Regions from separate parts of the Macaca mulatta genome. Here region 1 is linked to region 2. Evidence: chromatin contacts called from public Hi-C data. All regions are on one chromosome and are shown on one strand. Each heading gives the region's core, a stretch centred on a gene start, on an enhancer-like site or on the middle of the called end of the contact. The rest is flanking DNA. Distances are from core to core; before and after follow the strand shown.

What was found. Hi-C and Micro-C count contacts between places; a contact is called where the count stands out from the background.
Region 1: a Hi-C map of fetal cortex germinal zone shows a contact between it and region 2, with 2.9 times the contacts expected there. The contact joins the promoter of ZEB2 here to the enhancer-like site in region 2. A contact is called at or near these places in 2 of 14 Hi-C or Micro-C datasets (fetal cortex germinal zone and fetal cortical plate).

What each region holds. Positions count from the first base shown.
Region 1 is chr12:49,474,617-49,479,183 of T2T-MMU8v2.0, reverse strand. ZEB2 (zinc finger E-box binding homeobox 2) reads left to right here and starts at 3,141. Exons shown (of 9, transcript XM_015110057.3): 1 at 3,141-3,581. LOC144333377 (a long non-coding RNA gene) reads right to left here and starts at 3,561. Exons shown (of 2, transcript XR_013401984.1): 1 at 3,410-3,561; 2 at 2,618-3,305.
Region 2 is chr12:48,644,108-48,648,743 of T2T-MMU8v2.0, reverse strand. The region is part of intron 12 of ARHGAP15 (Rho GTPase activating protein 15); the gene reads right to left. Among named protein-coding and RNA genes, the nearest start is that of ARHGAP15, 540 kb to the right of the region's middle. Within about 2 kb of position 1,338, at least 5 of the 40 cell types and tissues checked have an H3K27ac peak or open chromatin away from gene starts, as enhancers often do. A contact at or near this core is called in fetal cortex germinal zone, where this site is marked.

The DNA.
Region 1 (4,567 bases), core at 1,892-4,391, 830 kb before region 2:
AATTCCTTCTACAGCCTGTGTGTTCAAGGGCAGAAACATTGTATCTCTTCGGGCATCTGGGCCGCCAAGCTGAGCGGGGGGAGGGGGGAGCGGCTGTGAAAGTTGAGGAAATTGACAGACTGAGAGGTGAATGGGGGGACAGGCACCAGGTCCTGGCTGGAGGGAATTGGAAAACAAAAGTGCATCCTTCTCACCCTGCCTGAGTGGAGGGAATCCTGAGGGAGGCAGTTTGTTTTGCCCATGGAAACCCTAAATAATTATTTTCCCCCTTCAATGTTGATTGCAATATTATTTCACATTTCCGTGTATCTGTTGTTTTAATCTCTTTCGTCTGCGCTAATCTGGAAGTGGATTATTAATGGGGAAGACAGAGAAGGAGAGATTCATTTGCAGGACTTATTTTGCTGTGTGAGGAGCCGAAAGTCAGCAGCCCCCAGTCCTCTCGACTTTTCTCTGCGTCCTGCGCTCCTGCATCCCCCTGATCCCACGATCCCCATTGTCCCCGACCTGGCCCTCGGACTGAGGGAGTGTTCGGAACAAATTTATATTCCGGCTTCCTCCCGACCCCATCACCTCTGCCACGTTGGGAACTCTCTCGGCCAAATGCCTGGGGAGGGGCGTGCCAGTCAGGAACGAGGGCAAGGCAACCTAGCCGTAGCGCTCACCCCTCGCGGAGACCCCTCTCGTGCCACCATCCAAACATCTACCTTCATGGGAACCTGGAAGACTGCTTTTTCACCCCAAACTAAATACTGGCCAGTCGGAACTCCCAGTGCTAAATGTTGGGGACTGCCTCCTGCCACTTGAACGATTACTGAGTCCAGGGTAATCAGATGATTAGGTGTTTTTAATGGAAATACTTAGGTTTTTTTTTTTTTTTTTCAGTCAGATCCTAAGTAATCTGACATTTAATATACATAATAAAGACAAGTGTTTTGTTAGCTATTCGATTGGATCCTTTGACCTGAGGTTATGCTTGTGTGTGTGTCTGGGCTGCAAGCCTCCAATGGCTACCTGGGTGCCTGAAAAGGAGTCTTGCCTGGAACCACTCTATATTCAAAGGGTTCCTTCTTCCTTAGGAGTGGGAGAGGGGTGGCTGTAAAGCAAGCTTCTAGAGAAAGCTGGACTCCAATCTTTTAAATTAAAAAAGAGGAAAAAAAGGAGGAGGAAGAAAAATGGACATGAGCAGTGGTGCTTAAATCTCAGAAGAGGAACTTGATAAGTCACACATATATTTAGTATAGAGATATAATAATGAAAGAAATGTAAAATATAAAATTAAGAATATGCCTGACCCATGTTGAAAATCTTTGATTTTATTTATTAATAATTTTTAAGCTGAAGATCCTGAATGCCTTTCTTCTATAGACACTTTATCTGTGATGGGGTGGGGGGAGAGAGTTAATTTATCCAGTAGCTATTTTCATTATAGTAAATACTTAAGTTAGGAAAGAGGTGAGTCTGTAACCAACTGTGAAAATCTACTTTCTTGCATCCTAGAACAAGATCTAGCTGTGGTCGTGCTAGGTAGCTATTAACCCCTCCCCCGCCCCCGCAAAAAAAAAAAATACAAAATACAAAGACGTGTACCTCTGGGAGTGTGATGTGGCAACCCATGTGGTGGCTTGTCCCTCCTTTGAGTGCAATTGCCAGTGACTCTTGCATTCAAAGCCTTGCTTTAGGCACACATTCAAAGCACAGTTCAAAGCAGTTTATCTTAATATAGTGTTGGATCAGGGTATTATTTGTTTCAGATTTCATCAGACTGGAAACAGGAGGGTGTAACATATTTAACAATATTAAAGCTTAAAAAGTGGTGTGAGGCAGCTCTCTGGTCCTCTTAACACCTCCACCTTTACCTTTCCGAAGGATTCTAAATGCTGTGAGACTAGAAGTTTATTTGTGCTCTGAGGTTCTCAAGCACTTTCACTCTTTAGGGGAAAAAAAAAAAAAAGTCTCACAGTTATTTAAGAAATTGAGCCTGAACCATCCGAAGATAGGAGATTTCTTCCTTTTCCGATAAATGCCTGTGCTCAGCATCCTCAAATTTGGCTGTCTTTATTTACTTCTATATTAGTTCCAATTATGTGCAGTGTAAACCAGCTTTTTGATTAACAAAACAGCAGAGCATTGGTTAAGAACACTTAAACTTCAAAAAAATTCCCCTGGGAAGTGGGCTCTGAATTGGTTAATAATGTGCAGTACTTGCTAAATTGCTGACTTCCAGATGTGGAAAATATCTTTCTTGTTTAGGACCTATGTAACCTGATTGGATTACGACAGAAGCGTCACGTTGGAAGCTTTTGAGTGATTATTTAATTAACCATACAGTAGAAAGCTGTATTCTCCAGGAAATCCCTTCCATATTTGCATAACCAATCCCTTCAGAGCAAAGGTGGAGTCTTTTCTTTTTAATTTTACTTTAATTGTAATATCAAAAAATATATACTCCAAAACTTAGACCCCATGCCGTTTAATATCATGTTCTCCCTTCCCTGCTAAGTTTCTCTATGGCCTTTCTCTTTTCTCCTCCTGCCTCCCTACACATTCTCCCTTACTTTGTAGTGAGGTCTCCCCGAGGTGTAGAGAGATTCAGAGATCGGCCAACCGAGTGTTCTATGTTAATTTACTTAGAAACCCTTTATTAAAATGCCAAACTACTTTTTAATATTGGGATCCAGACCAGAAATTCATCATGCACACACCCTAACACACATGCCCTAAGATGCAGCTCTCATGAAGCACTTTTTTTTTTTTTTTTTCTGGCTCTGGTACCTAAAAAGAAAAAAATAATAATAATGGAAAGGGCAGTGAATTTTGTTCCAGAAGCTGTACTGAGATAGCTACACAATTTGATGTGCATCTCAAATCTGGTCATTAGAGATATCTGTATAAGAAGAGATGATCTGGATTGAGGACCCGGGATCTTTCCCTTTAACTTTCGCCCCTTGGAGTTCTCCAGTTCTGTGAATGGTGTGCACCGTTTTCCGCCCTGTACTCTGTAGGATTTAGTGATGAGGATAATGATGCCAAAGGCTTGACGGGCGGGGGGAGGGGGGGGAGAAGGGAGGGAGGGGGGAGGGAGGCGAAGGCGAAAGGGAGGGAGAGGAGGAAGGGAGGGAGGTGGAATTTCATTTCTTCCACTAAAGCGTTTGCGGAGACTTCAAGGTATAATCTATCCCAGATCCTTTCCCAGAGAGAAACTTGGCGATCACGTTTTCACATGATGCTCACGCTCAGGGCGCTTCAATTATCCCTCCCCACAAAGATAGGTGGCGCGTGTTTCAGGGTCTCTCGTCTCTCTCCTACAGAAAAGAAAAAGAAAAAAATGTCATTAGAAGAGGCGTAACACGTCAGTCCGTCCCCAGGTTTGTGTTTCCTGGAGTGGCCGAAAGAGATCAGTTCTAACCTGCTCCGCAGGAATAACGGTCCTGCCTCCCGACACTCTTGGCGAGGTTTTTGTACAGTTTGCTCCGGGAGCTGTTTCTTCGCTTCCACCTTTTTCTCCCCCACACTTCGCGGCTTCTTCATGCTTTTTCTTCTCACCATTTCTGGCCAAAACTACAAACAAGACTTCGCAGGTAGGTTTTTTTTCCTCCCCTTTTCTCTCTTTTTATCCCTTTTTGGTGTGCTCGTCCTCCATCCTCCTTTTCTAATTTTCTCATTTTGAGTGGGGATGTGAGTCTGAAGTGAGAAGGGGTGTCCGTGGGTATGAATTTCAGGTGGGTTTAGCTTCTTTGTGGCAAGCTTTTCTCAAGAGTGTCTTCTTCGCTTTCTCTTACACTTACACTCACACTTTCTCTCCTTGCTTTTCTCTCCTTTTTCCCTCCCCCAAATAATTTCCCCTGTACCTGTCCATTCAGGTAACCTAAGGTGCCCTTTGCTACTCAGCCCAGGAAAAGTTTTATTGAGAATTATATGGCTGGAATAAAAACTCATCAAGGGGAGAGGTCCTGCTCTATTTTCGCATCTAGTTCCAATTCATTATATTTAGCAATTAGGACTTGGCAAATACCTGTTAATAATTACAAAACTTGGTCAGTTTCAGACCTACAAATTCGGGGGCAAGTCTTTCTCTTAGACATGGCAGTTCATCCTCTCCCACCGAGAAGGCTGTTTTCTAAGCAGAAAGTTGTCTGTTTTTGTCTGCTTAGCGAGTTTCATTTCTTTATTTCATTCTTTGTGTGTGTATGTGTGTGAAGTAACACCTCACTTCTGTGATTATAAATAAAGAAGTGAAAGTCCTCATGGAACTTGAGTCGTTTACCAAAGTGGAGGGGGGGCACTACAGCTGGGAAGAAAACTGCTGTCAGGATATCAGGGTTTTAAATTAGGATAACTTTTAAAATTGTATTTTAAATGGCAAAGTAATATAGTCATGGATTTAATAGAAGACACATACACACATATATCCCATTCTATACTTTGGCACTGAAAAGTCGAGAGAGAGATAGCAGGAGTTCCCAGGAACAGTGATGAGCCCGGCTAACATGAATGTGTTTATCTCCCACCTACTGATATATTTTACATGCTCCCCCTGTAATGATGAAGGCAAGATTACTAACTC
Region 2 (4,636 bases), core at 89-2,588:
TCACACACCACAATGAGGTGGCAGCTTGTAGCATTTGGAAGGGGAAATGAGACTGGTGCAGCTCCATCACATATGGTGTTTAACAGACTACACTTCCCATTTGCTCCTTCGAAAGGTGTGCATTTTCAAGGGATAATGCCAAGTGTTCTTTGTGCTATGGTGTCTTTGCACTGAAAGGTGATGTGTCTGACACATTTTGGCAGGCTACTATGAAGAGATGTAGAATTTTCGACTGACTTTCACTGAGATTTCAGACAATAGGATTGTCCCTTATCAAAGGTAGTAATCTGTCTTTTGGGAGTTTAGGATCACAGTTCTTGAGTGAACTGAGAAGCATGGATTTTTATTGATGATATTACTCACTGCTCTGTAAAATTTCTGTTTTGTTGCTTTTTATGTAAATATATACTGACTAGTGACTCTGCCACCTATGCAGGCTTATCAATTTAAGGAGATTTGGAATTAGCGCTTTGAAATGTGGGTACAGGAAAACTAGAACGTGTCTCTGGTGAAACCTTCTCCTGTTTTTCAGCCGTTTTAAATGAAATGCAGGCTGAGAGTCAGGGTAAATGCAAGGGACATAGAGGCCCGAGAGAAGAACCAATTCTACATGTAAATCAAAGAAAATTTTTATTTCTATCATGAACATTGGGTATCTCCCCACCCACCATTTAGAAGGATTTCTGTTAGCCTTTTGTGAAAGATTGCTCTCATTTATTTAACTCATGCCACATGGCTTAGCTCCATAACCAGTATAGGGTTACTGGAGATTAAAAGGAAATCCATTTTGTATCTATGGAAATACCAAGCTGGAATTTAAGCTACAATTGCTGCAAGTTTTCCACATTATTGTATAAAATTGCTAGATTTATTAATGCTGGGCATTCTTCAACTACTCCGTGTTTTGCCCTGGTCAATGGTTACCTGTCAAAATGCAGAACAATTTTTCAATAATATTCTGTGCTACAGAGAAAAATATTGTGTGGATTTTTTCCATGTTTTTGTTTGTTATAAGCTGAGTATTTGCAATAATTTATGGAAAGTCTTGGAATTATAAATATTAAGGCATTGCCAAATGATTTAACTATCATCCCTCCATGGCAAATTGTCTTTAAACACTACCATTTTTTTCCTTTTTTTTTTTTTTTTTATCATTTACTTATGGACCAGAAACACTTGCAGGCTCTTGCCCCTGGCCTTCTGTGAGAATGTTAGTTAGCAATGCTCATAAAAACTCAATTCATCAATGTGAACATAATTTGCTATGAACAGAAAGCTCACAAAAGGGTGAATTTGTCAGATAGACAGGTGGCCTGAGATCTCTCCCTGATACTGAATGATATGAATAATAGATTCTGGTAAATGTATGCCAAGACTTGAGCTGTAAACACAGCTGCCTCCATTCCCTTCCAGAAAAACAGCTTCGAGGACGAAAGCACAGGAACCACGGTTCCACCTGAGGACCTAAGCTTGTACACACACACACACACACACACACACACACACACACGCACGCACCCCCCTCATTCAAGAAATAAACAACATCTATAAAAAAGGACAGAGTTGGAGGAATCTTCATGCTTTTCTGTTTCTATGAGAAAGATATTTTCAAACTATCTTGGGCAGAGGAGACTAGATAGAAAAGAAAAAGGAAATAGATTTTCCTAATGGCTCTGGTTCTATATTATTCAAATGTCTTATTTTATAAAATACACAAATCAACAGAGCTAATAAACTTTGCAATATTGTAACTCCTGTTTTATAATGAGCAAAAATAAGAGCAGGTTGACTCTGCAGAAGCACTGTGCTTGAAATCATTCTAGTAATTCGTGGCTATTTGTCTTATGGGTTATTAAGTATTTATTAAGGTTCAAATGTAATGTAGCCTTTTCTCCAATTTACTCTGAACTTTAAAAATCTGTTTTGCAAATTGTTTTCCAGGTAATGCACAAACCCACTTAAGAGCCGAATCCCAGGATTTTTGAAGATTCTGGTTGAGTGCAGCATATTTTTTTTTAGCCTTTGTGGATACTGGTGCATATAGGTTGACCTATTCTGATAGCATTTATGATTGACTTTTCTAATCAACTAGCAAATATACTGGATAGACTTTCCTACTTACTACAGCAAAGCAGTGTTTCTTAAAGTAGAATACATACATGTTATTGGTGACATAAGAGACAAATTTAATGGTTATTTAGTTTAATGCATATTTAAAAAACCATAAGTAACACTAAAAAATGTATGCTTTCATAGATATTATTGCTTAGGATAAAGCCAAATATATTTAAGTATAAAAGTCATTTGCTTTTAGGAAAAATAGTTAACATTGATACTACTGAAAATATAATCAGTGAAGTTGGCATATGGATCAATGAAGTTTGGGAAACTTGACAATCTCTTTCCAATCCCCAAAATCACGTGCATGATCTTATCAAAAGTAATTAGGATCACAGAGCCACAGAATATAGAATCATGACAATTTTAGAGTTGGAGTAGACCTTGGAAAACATTCTGTTCTCTAATTTTATGGATGTAAAAACTATGATGCAGAGGGATTAAGTGAATTGACCAGGACACCTATGTAGTTATGGGCAGAGATGAAATTAGAAACCAGGGTTTCTCACAGGCTAATGCTCACTGTTGTGAGGAAGAAAGGAACAAACTCAGTTGGAAATGTTGGCATCACTTCCCATTCACTTATAATTCTAGAAGGAATACTGAATATTCCCCTCTAAGGAACCTATTTTTCTTGACACTTTATTGACAAGAAAATTTCTAAAACTACTTGCTAGTATTTATTTTGGCTTTTTCAAGATGCATACTCCAAATAAGACTTAAGCTTGGTTTAAAAGAAAGTGAGGGTTTCAAAGTGTAAATAGAGGCAAAGATATTCTTCCTCTTGGTTCTTCTTTCTTTTTTCTTTCTGAGACAGGGTATTGCTCTGTTACCCAGGCTGGAGTGCAGTGGCATGATCACAGCTCACTGCAGCCTCCATTCCCCCAGGCTCAGGTGATTCTCCTATCTCAGCCTCCCAAGTAGCTGGATTACAGGCATGTACCACCATGCCTGGCTAATTCTTATGTTTTGTATAATAGACACAGGGTTTTGCCATGTGGCCCAGGCTAGTCTTGGACTCCTAGGCTCAAGTGATCTGCCCACCTTGGCCTCCAAAAGTGCTGGGATTACAGGCATGAGCCACTGCACCTGACCTCTTTTGGATTTTTATAAGCAAGCGTCTCTTCCTCTCTTTTCACATGACTTTCTGCCTTTTATTGTGTATCAGTTGTACACATTGTCTTTTCCCTATCAGACTGGTAGAATTTTGCATGCAAGTACTATATGTTATGTATCTTTGATTTTTAAAATTTCTTAGGTCAGTGTCTTGCATGCAATAAGTACTCGATAATTTCATTCTATGAAGGCACAAATGAATTCAATTCCTCAAATTCCTGGTCTGTGGTTCCATTAAATACCAAGGTTATTTCATCCAGTTCAATCAAATCAAATCCATCAAATATTTAAAACTTTTAACAAGTACTTGATCTAAATTAAAGAATGTCCTAGGTGCTATGGGTGGCAGAGATAGTGAGCAGAGTTTAGCCTTTTAGTCACACCAACTAGGAGGGGTGATATGACACAGATATAACTAAAATGCAAGGCACAGGAAAATGGCACAAATTTCTCTGGGTATTTGAGGAAGAAAAATATATCTATCTGGGAAAATCCAGAAAAGTTGTATGCAAGTAGTGGTGAGGGTTCCAACAACGAAGGAGTCTTGCTTCATTCCCTACACCAATGTCTGAAGATAAATAAAACAATACACATTCCATGGTTCTATTCATGATTCAGTTAACAGATACACTAACCATGTATTCCAAAACACTTGGTGTTCACCACACATAAATCCCTGAGCAAGCTCATCAGGTCTGAATTCCCTATTTCATCTCTTCTGCTGTAGGCCTAATTAACAGGCACTCTGGGTCAATATTAGAAATACTGGAACCATGAAGATTCACAATGAATGGGATGAGTACTGGAACCATGTGGGATCAAAACATGATAACACATACTGAAACATACCATAAATGGTCTTTCAGTCACTTCCTTTTTTTTTTTTTTGAAGTAAAATTGAGGTGGCAATTACACATTGAAATGCACAAATCTTAAATATACAATTTAATTATAGGCACACCTCATTTGATTATACCTTGCTTTATTGCACTTTGTGGATATTGTGGGGTTTTTTTTTTCCTCCAAATTGAAGGTCTGTGACAACTTTGGTCGAGCAAGTCTGTTGGCACCTTTTCCCCAGAAGTATGTGCCCATTTTGTGTCTCTGTGTCACATTTTGGTAATTCTTGCAGTATTTCAAACTTTTTCATTATTATTCTATCTGTTATGGTGATCTGTGTTTGGTGATCTTGGATGTTACTATTGTAATTGTTTTGGGATGCCACAAACTTAATAAATGCATGTGTTCTGACTGCTCCCCTAATGGGTCGTTCCCTTGTCTCTCTCTTTTCTCAGGCCTCCCTATTCCCTGCAGCATAGCAGTGTTAAAATTAGGCCAATGAAAAAACCTACAGTGACCTCTAAGTGTTCAAGTCAAAGAAAGAGGTGCATGCCTCTTTTCC